Linked DNA regions of Sus scrofa: region 1 is linked to region 2. The links are chromatin contacts, called in public HiChIP or PLAC-seq maps. All regions are on one chromosome and are shown on one strand. Each heading gives the region's core, a stretch centred on a gene start, on an enhancer-like site or on the middle of the called end of the contact. The rest is flanking DNA. Distances are from core to core; before and after follow the strand shown. Region 1 holds the start of C13H21orf91 (protein EURL homolog). Region 2 holds the start of BTG3 (BTG anti-proliferation factor 3).

Region 1 (5,960 bases), core at 1,275-3,774, 180 kb after region 2:
CACCTAAAATTTAAATTTACATTGTAAAAGAATATATAGGGCCAACTCTTTTTCTAAAGAATGTGCATTTAGATCTTACACTCTAGCATGATTAAGGACACAGTAATTTAAATGCTACAGAAGAATCGTATTACGTCATCCCTTTGAAATTAGTTACTACATTTACTAAAGACAAAGCTATACGTATTCTACACAACCCATGGGAAATCCATGATCTTGCATCCATTACCATGTTTAGCAACTCTAATTCTTCTCAGTACAATGGCAAAACTGTCATAGCCAATATGATTTTAAATGGAAAACGAATGTCATATAATTAACTCTACATGTTTTAGTAGTCTACTGATAGTTATAATTTTGACTTTTACTACCAAGATTCTAAATATATTAATTTGGTACCTACAACAATTTCTGAAAAACAAGTCCTAATATAGAAATCTCAAGGTAGATAATCCTATTTTTTTTTCTTTGGCTGAAAGAACATTTGATATCTCCTACTTAATAAATAGAACAAGATAATGAAAATTAAAGGTCTAACAAAATCTCTCTACTGAAATGTTACAATTCAAAATTCAAATGGCAGGCAAACTTTTTCTATTGCCAGAATAGTAAGATTCTTCTTAGTGTGACTCATAAATATTTAAAAATTAGAATTTACCACAGCAACATCAAGAACATATCCCACGCATTTCTTAGGGACAAACTATGGCTATCCATAGGAACATCAACTGTACACCAACTCAAACGAATATTTTCAGTAATAGAGATTTTTTAAAAAATTACTTATAGAACTCTTTTCCATATACTCTGAAGAAATTTTAAAGGCTTTTTTAGCTTAAAAATTATTAAAAGTGTGTATAAAAGAGGTTATCTAAATTTTTTTAAATGTTTTCCAGATAAGATAGCTCTGGGGAAAAAAAGTTCTAGTTCACCTCAATTAAGTACTAGCATGTTAGGCCGAAAGAATAAAATTACACTTGCCTATCAATATGTTTGGTTACCTTAGTTCTTAATATTAAAACACACATTCACAGAGTTTGTTAAAATCTGACAACTTAAGCTCCCAAACCGGTAAAGTTTACCAATCAATACTCATACTTCATTTTTACATTATCGAAACTGTGATTAATACTGTGGGAGTTAAAAAAAAAAAAAAAAGGTTTCTCTTAAATTCACAGCTGTGTTAACTTCAGCTTCATTTCCAGAAACCCTTATCTTTAACAGATCTCCACACTACATACGTGACAAAATTTCCAACCATTCAAGAAACTTTAGTTTAACCTTATAACTAGTTCAGCATAAAGTAGTTCTGTAAAGGTCATGCCATAAAATGAATCTATACTGTATCCTTACCATCAATATTTAGTTCAAAACAAACGTGGCAGAAGGAGAGTGTTTCTTTATCTGTTCCCAGTTTACAAACACTGCAAATGTTGTCATCATTCAAATCAATGTTTACAAACTGCTCCTCTTCGTTCATAGTGTCCCTATTAAGAAACAAAAAAGGAAAGTTACACAATTTCAAGAACTCGCCATTACAGCAACATCAGGAACTTCTAGGAAGAGAGGACGCTGCTCAATTTATCTAATACAACAGCCCCATCAAACATCGCCATACTTGTACTTAAATATTTCACTTTTATTAAGTCACACTATGCCTAAGTACCTTTCTTGGTCCTGTTTTTGATTGAGGATATCTGCCAGAAAGCAGTTTTCAGGTATTCTAGTCCGCCCCCACCCCATCGCGGACGAGGCACAGAAAGAAAGAGCTTAGTAGAGAGGCCTATGCAGCTCTCAGGGTCCGCAACCTACTTCACCCTGTTAAACGTAGGGAGAACAATCCGCTCGGGACACTGCTTCGCTAACTTCGTTGTGGGAACCTGAGATGCGTTTCGCTAGCTCGGCGTGGCGAGGTTTCCTATCCTGAGATCCGAGGCAGGAAAATGCACGTGGAAAAGCGAACACTGGGGAGTGGGTCCCGCCTGTGTCCAAAGCATCCACACGGAAGGCCCGGCAGCGGCTCCGCTGTGCTGCTTGGCACGGCCGGAGGCGGGGTGGCCAGGCCAGGCCAAGGGTCCCGGAGCCTGGCAGACGGGACGGGACTGCCGTGTCCCTTCGCCCCGGGCTTCATCCCACTCAGGGAGAAAGCGTTCGAGGGCCACCGCAGCCAGTCCGCCCAGACTGGGCGCCTCGGGGAGCCGGGTTCCCTCCCGGTCTCTGGGGTTGGGGGCAAGCGGCTGACCCTCGGGGTGCCGCGGTCCCCGGACGTCTCTTTGACCGTCCGCCCTGGCGCCAGGCGCGGAATAGCGCCAGGGTCCACGGAGCTCAGAGTGCAAAGGCGGCGGGACCGCGGGGCCGGGGACCCGGGCGCAGGCGGGTCGGGGTCAGGGCAGCGGGGTCTTTACCGTCCAGCCTCGCGCGCCGCCGCAGCCGATCCGCGCGGCTCGGACTCTTCCACTATTGTTTCCGGCCGCAGCGCGGGCGGCAGCGGCAGCGAAGACGGCCGCGCACCGGCCCCGCCCCCTCCCGCCGGTGCCATCCCTCCGAGGCTCTGGGGGGGATGGAGGGGCGGCGCGGCCCAGAGGAGAGCTGCGCGCTAGCTCAGCAGCGCCGGCTGCCCCCCGCCCCCCTGCTGCACCGACGCCGAGTTCTCAACTCGGATTTTCTCCTGCTTCTGGGTCTCTGGGCTCAGGTCCCTTACCGTTCTGCGGAAGGTGGCTCCTCACACGCCCCCTCCTCGAGGCAAGTAGATAGAGGAGTCCGTTACCACCTCCCCCTTTTCGCGTAGTGGAAACTGCTGCCCCCGGGCGGGGGCCGCGGGGGGCGGGGGCAGAAAAGAGGCGAGTGTATGCGAGCGAGGGACTGAGATGCGGGTAGAACTTTGTGTGACATCGGTAGACTGGAGCAAAATAGTGTCGCTGAACTTTCAGTTATGTACCAGTTGAAGTATCTAATGAGGGAAGAGTTCATGTTTCAGGTTTCATAATTTGGAGATAATTTCAAATTCAGAACCTTATTTTTTTTACAGATTGTTATAGAAATGGGGCGCCCCTCCCCTGAAATACGGCTCATTCTTTGTACGCCCACGAGGATAATCCCGGAGCCCCACCTCTCATTTAAAAAAACTGTGGCACTTAAGATCTTTTCCGGCTTGGCTTGACATTTTATGCCATTCTTATTTTTTAAAGATTATAATTCATGTAATACTTTCACTTACATTTTCTATTGTAAACTTCAGTCTAGAGAAGAGAAAAGAGAAGAGTTCTCTCTCTCTCTCTCTCTCTTTTTTTTTTTTTTTTGGCATCCGAAAAATGACTACCAGATTATCAGTTGGTTAGAAACAGCTGGGACTTGAACACAAGGCTGCCGATGGTTATTTTCCAGAGCATCACAAATGCTCTGTATTGGTTACACTGTATCGGATACACTAACACAGAGGAAGGGGATTAGGATGTTAACCTACATGTGATTGGTGGTAGGAATGGATTCTACAGATCTTGAGAATTTCTAGATCAAATTTGCATTTGATGTAAACCATCAGTGACTAAGAGAAGTGATCTGTGTTCTTGCTACATAAAGTGTAGGAAATGAACCAGCCTCAATGGCCTCACTTTCCTGGTATCTTGTTAGAAATGTAGACGATCAAGTCTCAGCCAAGACTTCTGATCAGAACCTGCATTTTAACAGGATTCCCAGGTCTTGATTCCTGTGTACATTTGTTTGAGACGATGTAATTGAAATAGAATAGTGTGTGTGTTTTCTATTTGAATTTCACATTCTAGATCAATATGACTAAAATATCTTGTATTTTGGATTCTACTCATCTTTTCGTTGAAAGTGCTTTCTAAAATCAGTTTCCTTGTATGGAGCAAGTCTTCATTTCTTAAGGTTATCTCTTTCTGTGGCATTTACCCTTTTAATTTCCCTTAAAATTTAATTTTTTTTTTCTGCTTTTTATAGCCGCACCCAAGACATATGGAGGTTCCCAGGCGAGGGGGCGAATTGAAGTTACAGCTGCCCGCCTACACCACAGCCACAGCAACACAGGATCCGAACCACATCTGTGACCTACACTGCAGCTCACGGCAACACTGGATCCTTAACCCACTGAGGGAGGCCAGGGATCCAACCGGCAACCTCATGGTTACCAGTCGAATTCATTTCTGCTGCACCACAATGGGAACTCCCCTTAAAATTTATTTAAAATTATCCCTTTAATTTTCCTTCTTAGCTTGTTTTTTATTTTTACTTTTAAAACAGGAAAATTTTATTTCTGTAAGTTATACCGCGATGTATAAAGTTAAAAAAATACAGTCCCAGAGTTTTGTCAAATGTATACAATAGTATATCCGGCACCACAATCAAGATATAGAATATTTCTGGAGTACCTGTTGCTGCTCAGCAGTAACAAACCCGATTATATTCATGACCATGCGGTTTCCATCCCTGGCTCCGCTCAGTGGGTTAGTACTCTTGTTGCTGCCAGCTGTGGTGAAATGCAGTGTAGGTTGCAGATTGGATCTGGCATTGTTGTGCCTATGGTGTAGGCCAGCAGCTGCAGCTCCAGTTCCACTCCTAGCCTGGGAACTTGCATATGCTGCAAGTGCGGCCCTAAAAAGGAAAAAAAAAGATAGAGAAAATTTCCACAACCCCAAATTTCCCTATCCCCCTTCTCAGTCAAGGTCCCTCCCAATATCTGATCTAATTTATGTCACTAAAGGCAAGTTTACTTGCTCTAGAACTTTATGTACATGGAATTAAACAGTATGTGTTCTTTTGTGATTGACTGTTTTCAGTCAGCGTGTTTTTGAGATTCACAATGATGTTTTGTAATAGTACTTCCTTTTTTATTGCTGGATGATATTCCACAGTTTGTTTATGTATTCACTTAATTGTTTATGCATGCTTGAATTGTTTCTAGTTTAGGGACTACTATAAAGTTGCTATAAATACTAATGTAAAACTTTTTGTTTGTTTATATTTTCTTTCTCTTAGGTAAATACCTAGGAGTGGAATTGCTGAGTCATATGGTAAGTGTACACCTACTTTTAAAAGAAATTGCCAAACTGCTTTCCCAAGTGGTCGTTCCATTTTGCATTGTTAGGACTGTTTTGTCTTCTTGATGATTTGACCCTTTTATCACTATACAGCTTTTTATCTCTGGTATTATTCTCCTGAAATCTACGTTCACTGACATTAATCTCCTGCTCTCTGTGATTAGTGTTTTCATATGTATTTTTTCTCATTTTAAAATTTTTACCTCCTCTGTTTTTATATTAATGTGCTGCCTGTTTCTATTAACAGATTTTTTTTCCCCCTCCTGGGTATGAGTCATATTTTCTTGCTTCTAATGTGATATGCTTTGATTGGATACTGAACATTTTAAAGTGACTTTGTTGAGTGTGGTAGTCAGAATAGCTTCCCAAAGATGTTCACATAGTGAGGATATGTAAGTAACATAGCAAAAGAAATTTTGCAGATATAAGGGGAACTTCAGTCCTAACACTGCAAGAAACTGAATTCAGCCAAAGCACTGAATAGGTTTGGAAATTCATTCCAATACCCTGCCAACACCTTGGTTTTAGCCTTGTGAAATTCTACATGGAAGATTAAAATAACATTGAACATGAATTTCTTACTTAAGGAGATAATAACTGTGAGATAATTAATGGTATTGTTTTAAGCCATTAAATTTGTATTAATTTGTTATATCAGCATTATAAAACTAGTACATTGAATGTCTGGATTTTTAAAGAGTTTTGGGCTTTGTTTCGGGAGGGTGTTGACTCTGATGGCTTATTAAACGTTGTGAGAGTCTAGACTATCCTTTTGTTAAAAGAATTTTCTAGTCCTCTCCTTAAGGAGTGGCATAGGCTTTCTATTGTATGTCACAGGTCTTCAATGAAGTTTCTATACTCTAGTTGGGTAAAACTCAAATGATACTTTCCTTGGGAGTACCA
Region 2 (5,796 bases), core at 761-3,260:
GCCATCCTGATCCTAGATGGGAAGATACCCAAACCTTCCTCCTGGAACACTAGAATGCCAAATCCACCTTCTGTAGCCAGCTACGAGGCACCAGGTACTGAGCTGCACACAACCCCAGGCCTCAACAACTGCTGTGCAGCTTCCTCTTGAAAAAAGTCAGCCATTTCCACTTATAAAGCTATATTTATACTCTACCACTTTATGATGGAAAAGAAAACCCACTGCAATTTAATATATGGTTTAGGATGAAAGTTGCTGATGGAACTACATTAGCCTCCACCCCACCAAAGAAAACAAGGAACCACACTAAAGAAATGTATTCAATTCCTAACTAGCTCATTCTCCTCCATCATTAAACTCACCAACTATGTTCTACATAACTGAGTTTCGGGTTTTGTTCCTCCCCCCCAACCCCGTTTCATATCAAAGAATAAAAGGAAGAAAGGACGGAAAGAACCACTTAGTGGTTGCTTTTGGTTGTAACACAAGATGAGTCATATGGAATTACTTTTTTTTTTCCCCTTCAGTTTGAAGGAATGATGCCTGGAATAGCTGACAATTTAACCCACCCCCACTAGTCAATGTTCTAGGAGGACCCAAGGGGTACTTCTAGAGGGGAGAGTTATAAAGTCAGGGAGAGAGAAACCAGAAGCAAGGAGGGCCATGAAGACCTCAGGCGCCAGGAGTTAAGTAGCCTCAATTTCTCCGCCCACACTCGGAGCGAAAAGCTCCCATTTTAAATATCGCACGGTGACGTCATCCTGGGACGTAGTCACCACGGCGGCTGCTCCTCAAGTTCTACTTTGTTCCACAGGCTCCTCTGCTCCCGGCGGCGCGCAGAGAACCCAAAGGAAAACCAAGCCCTGCCTTCCAGGAGTTTATAACTTTGTACTTTTCCCTCCCTTGTCACGAAAAGCTATTCGCGACCGTTTCTAGAAGCAAGTGCCCCGCGTGACAGACGTTGCCAAGGTGGAGAAAGCAGGGACCTGGCCCCGGGGCAGGGGGGCGGGAGGAGGGTTAGGGGGTGATGAGCCTTTGCCCGGCCTCCGCGGCGATACCAGGCGGGCTCTGGACCCCGGGAGCTGGGACTCCCCCGGGGCCGGGAGTTGGGGTGTGTGACCCATCAGAGCCGGTCGCTCGGCACCCCGCTTGGGCTTGGAGAGTGATAGGTGAGTAGGCATCAAGCATCTCTACCCACTCCTGGAAGAAGGGCCTGCAGCGCGTCCAACTTCTGCAATCGCGGTTTTCCCCGAGTTCAGGGCCAGGGCCCCGGGAGCCTCGTCCCCTTCCTCCCCCCGAACGGCCTGGCGGGGCTCGCCGCCCCCAGCAGGCTCCGGAGCCTCCGATGGCCCTGGGTTCGAGGACCGGGCTCCCCTCAGGCGCGACCCCTCTGACAGCAACCCGAGTCGCGGCTCCAGAAAACCCACGGACACGGAAGGGGGGTGGGGTGGGAAGGCGCCGGGCTGTCGCCCACCCCGTGCGGAAGGTAACGCGCGGTGGAAACGTGGCAGGAGCCTCGAGACGGCGTCTCCTCCGTCGCGATGCCGCTGAGGGTCCTTGCGGGCTGCCCCCCCCTCAGTCCCCAGCCCTTCCTTCGCGCCGGACCGGAGCCCATGTAAACCGGTTCGATCCCGCGCTCCTCCCGGTTCCCCCGCGCGCCGCCCGCCCGCGAGCCTTCGACGTGGCCGCAAGGGCGCCCGGACCACCCTCCTCCCGATGCCCTCAGCCCCCCCCATATCCGCCTCCACCCGGCCCGGTCTCCTCACCAATGCTGCTGCCGCCGCCGCCGCCGCTCTCGGACTACAGATTTGGCTGCCTGACCGTCTCCGGACCGAGAATCGAGGACGCCGCCTTAGCCGGCAGGCGCAGGGCGACAGGGAGCGCAGCGAGCCTAGTCCGGCGCGTGCTGCTCCCGCGTCGTCGGGCGGCGGAGCGCGCGCAGTGAGGGCGGGCGCGCGCGAGCGAACGAGCGCGGTTCTGAAGCGGCGCGCGGGGGGCTCGCGGCCCGGAAGAGGGGAGGGGCGATGACCCGGGAAAGGCTTGGCGCTGCGCGGGACCGGCTCGCGCTCCTGGGGGGAGAGGCAGGAGGCGGAGCTTGGCTGAGGCCCCGCCCCCGAGACGCGGGGCGGACAGCGACGCACTCTTCGGCTGTATAACTCGCGGCGCAGACGCTCAGTCCGACGGCTAGGTTCCCGGCGTCGGGAGCTTTCCTCCTCGGGTTGCCCTGGAGCTGAGGGCCGAGCGGTCCCTAGGCAACCCGCCCTACCTGCTGCAGCGCCTCGAGGGGTCGCATGAGCCCCTTCCCCTCGGCTGCCTGGGCCTCTGCTTCCACCTCTCGTTTCTCCTTGTTACCTTGCACCCTGACACCCTAAGGCTGGGAGGGCGAGTGCTAGACCCTCCTCTGTAGCGGTCCATCTCTCCAGACCCGGGGTTTCTGGGCGGGTTGGAGGGTGCTGGGCCATTAGACGGAAGGGAGACTGTTTTTGTGGACAGACCTTCTTCTTTGCTGTGATGATGACGAGCACGTCAACGATGCAGGCGCCCTGTGATATTTCAGTTTGTTTAGAAGTCCTAGTTGGGCCCTTCACAGTTCGGGCAGGTGGCTCCCTCAGTGCAGCGAGTGCCTCCTGTGGACTGTTGTGTCCCAGCCTGGCACTGAGTACCGTGTCTTAAACAAAGGAGGGGCTCCAGGGATGTCGGCTGAATGACACGTTCAAAGTCCAAGCGTTGTTTCCCAGACTTCTAGTCAAGGACTTCCAGATAAAGCTTAATCTCTGAGTAAATACAAAGATGGAATAGGTACATTAACTTTCTGAAGAAAAGGAGAAATATCTTTCCAATTTTTTATATTGAGTTGGCACCGCGTTATTGGTTTTGTGAAAGCACTTTAATACATCAAACAAGCCAGAAAAATACAAAATATTTCTACTATTTTTTAAAAATTAAAAAGAGTGCTAGCCTTCACTGTTTCTAGCCAAAACGTATTGTAAATTACTCAAGAACTGACTGTTCAAGTTATACATTGACCAGATATTTCACTGCCCCCTAGGTCTGGGAGCATGTTTTTGGCCCCATTCTATGAATATTTTAAATTTTTACTACTAACGGTGAGTAGAGCCTCTTTATAATTCAAAATGTCAGTTTTTTTGGTGGTAAAAAAAAAATGTTCAATTCCCAAAACAGTACAATAAACTTTACTGGTCAGTTTAAAGAAGATACTGGTACATACACCCTAGTCTATTCTAGGAGGTATGAAGATGTTTTCATTCTCAGGTTATTTTATTGATGAAGGTTTTTCTCTCTACAATATCATAAAATAGCTAGGCAGTGACAAACATTACTCAGAATTTGTGCATAAATTTCTATAGCTTTTTTTTTTTTGAAGTGCATTCCCTTTTATTTAACATTTTCTCCTTGTGAGAGATAATATTTTAACATAAAGTGACTTGTGCAGAATTTCCATAATATAGATTAGTATTTTGTATGATGTTTATAAGTCTGTCATCCACATGGTCCAGTCTTAGAGCAGTACTATGTTCAAAACACACAGGCAAATACCTGATAGCTAATTTCAAAATAACTTTTTTTTGTCTTTTGCCCTTTGTTTTTTTTTAGGGCTGCACCTGAGGCATATGGAGGTTCCTAGGCCAGGGGTCCACTTGGAGCTGTTGCTGCTGGCCTGTGCTAGAGCCACAGCAATGCCAAATCCTAGCCGTTTCTGTGACCTACACCACAGCTCAAGGCAACTGAGCAAGGCCAGGGATCAAACCCACAACCTCATGGTTCCTAGTCAGATTCATTTCCACTGTGCCACCACGGGAACTCCCAAAGTAACTTTTTAAAAATTCTCATGGTCTGGGAGTTCCCATCATGGGCAGTGGAAACTAATCTGACTAGTATCCATGAGGACACAGGTTCCATCCCTGGCCTAGCTTAGTGGGTTAAGGATCTGGTGTTGCCTTGAGCTGTGGTCGAAGATGAGGCTTGGACCTGGTGTTGCTGTGGCTGTGGCCAGCGGCTGCAGCTCCAATTCAACCCCCAGCCTGGGAACATCCATATGCCATGGGTGTGACCCTAAAAAGACCCCCCCCAAAAAAAACCCTCCAAAAAAGCTCATCCTCTGAACACTTCAAAGCAGATAAATAACAAACATATCTTAAATACCTTTCTCTTCATTCACTGTTCTCACACAAGGTAGATGCTTGTATGCCTGCCTTTCAAAATACCCTGCTCTTCTCCAACCATGGCTGTGTGCATTAGATCTTTTGCCCTAGCTTGCTTTCCTCCTGATTCAGAATCACAAAAACCCAAAGGAGTTGGTCTCAAGTCAGGACCCTCGTCTTTAGGAGGTTGGAAGAGAGGAACAGAGTTGATTCAATTACACATTAATATGTATTTTCCCTTTCACAGCTAATTTCTTTTCAACGTTATCACTATGATTGTGTGTTAATAGGTGTAGTTTGCTTTTAGCACAAGCTGTTTCTTTTGAAAACAAGCCAATCACACACATCTTGTGGTAGTATCCCAAAGTCTCAGAGACCACAACACACAATCGCCAAAATCTATGAATAGCTTCCAAAATCAGAACTTATTTTTCACTAAGTAACTCTGTAACTCTTTCAAATATGTTATTCCTTTGAACTCAGAGAAGTTCAGCATTGAAAACACTCTCATCTACTCTTTTTCAATTCACATGTCAATCCTGAATCTGAATACAAAACCATCACTTTTATAGTGGACAGAGTTCTGTCACACAACATCAGGGAAGTTGTGCAGCCTTTGAGGGCCATTGGAGGTCTACCAAGTGGGATTTAAAACCTTTTAATTCTAAAAACACTTCTATATATTTCTTCAGAAATTTCCAGGACTTTACCATTTGGCTGAATTAAAAGAAATTGAATCTACTTTCCTTGCTTCAGCTTCTTAAATACCCATAAACTTGCGGTGGTTTTAAAAAAATAAACATAAAGAAAATTTGTAATCTTCATTATTTTCTCCATTACATCATGGCAATAAAACTGACTTCAAGAATCACAACACAAACTCTCTTGATGAATGAAGCAATGGAAACTGGGCATACCAGCCTCTTATTCTGAGTTGCATTACTACATTCCCTCTTTTTTTTTTTTTTTTTTCTTTTTCTTTTTAGGGCCTCAGTTGTGGCATATGGAAATTCCTAGGCTAGGTGTCGAATTGAATCAGAGCTACAGCTGCTGCCCTACACCACAGCCACAGCAACTTGGGATCTGAGCTGCATTTGTGACCTATGTTGCAGCTCACAGCAACGCCGGATCCTTAACCCACTGAGTGAGTCCAGGGATCAAACCCACATTCTCATGGATACTAGTCAGGTGCTTAACTTGCTATGCCAGAGCAGGAACTCCTGCATTAGTTCTTAAAACCCTCCTTCCTGCCACAGCTATAGCCCATCTTTTTTGGATGAAAATGGTGTGATTAAACTTCTCAGATTCTTTATTGGGTTGGGTTCCTTTGGCAATACTCTTGTTCTTCAGACTAGCCGAGAAACAGACTTCTATTAGTAAGTAGTATATAAATTCCCATCCTTATTCAGTGTAACAAAATTGAGTGTAAATAATTAAATTCATTTAGTGAAACAACATTTATGGAAGTATTGTAAAGGAAAGAAATGCTTGAAAGAAGCACAACAGAATCAAGAAGATACATAGATGGTGAAAGAAATTTGTTTTAAGGAATTGGCTCATGTAGTTGTGGGAGCTGGCAAGTCTGAAATCTTTAGGGCAGGATGACAGGCTGGAAACTCATGCAGGAGTTGAA

What was found. HiChIP or PLAC-seq counts read pairs in DNA pulled down with a chosen protein or histone mark.
Region 1: a contact with region 2 is called in an H3K27ac HiChIP or PLAC-seq map of skeletal muscle. The contact joins the promoter of C13H21orf91 here to the promoter of BTG3 in region 2. A contact is called at or near these places in 3 of 5 promoter capture datasets (fetal liver and liver), 4 of 47 Hi-C or Micro-C datasets (heart right ventricle and liver) and 2 of 2 datasets of contacts at active chromatin or transcription factors (alveolar macrophages and skeletal muscle).

The regions. Positions count from the first base shown.
Region 1 is chr13:182,406,538-182,412,497 of Sscrofa11.1, forward strand. C13H21orf91 (protein EURL homolog) reads right to left here and starts at 2,525. Exons shown (of 5, transcript XM_003483342.4): 1 at 2,406-2,525; 2 at 1,354-1,487. The coding sequence starts at 1,480. CHODL (chondrolectin) reads left to right here and starts at 2,583. Exons shown (of 10, transcript XM_013981213.2): 1 at 2,583-2,742; 2 at 4,996-5,030.
Region 2 is chr13:182,225,988-182,231,783 of Sscrofa11.1, forward strand. BTG3 (BTG anti-proliferation factor 3) reads right to left here and starts at 2,011. Exons shown (of 5, transcript NM_001097517.1): 1 at 1,767-2,011.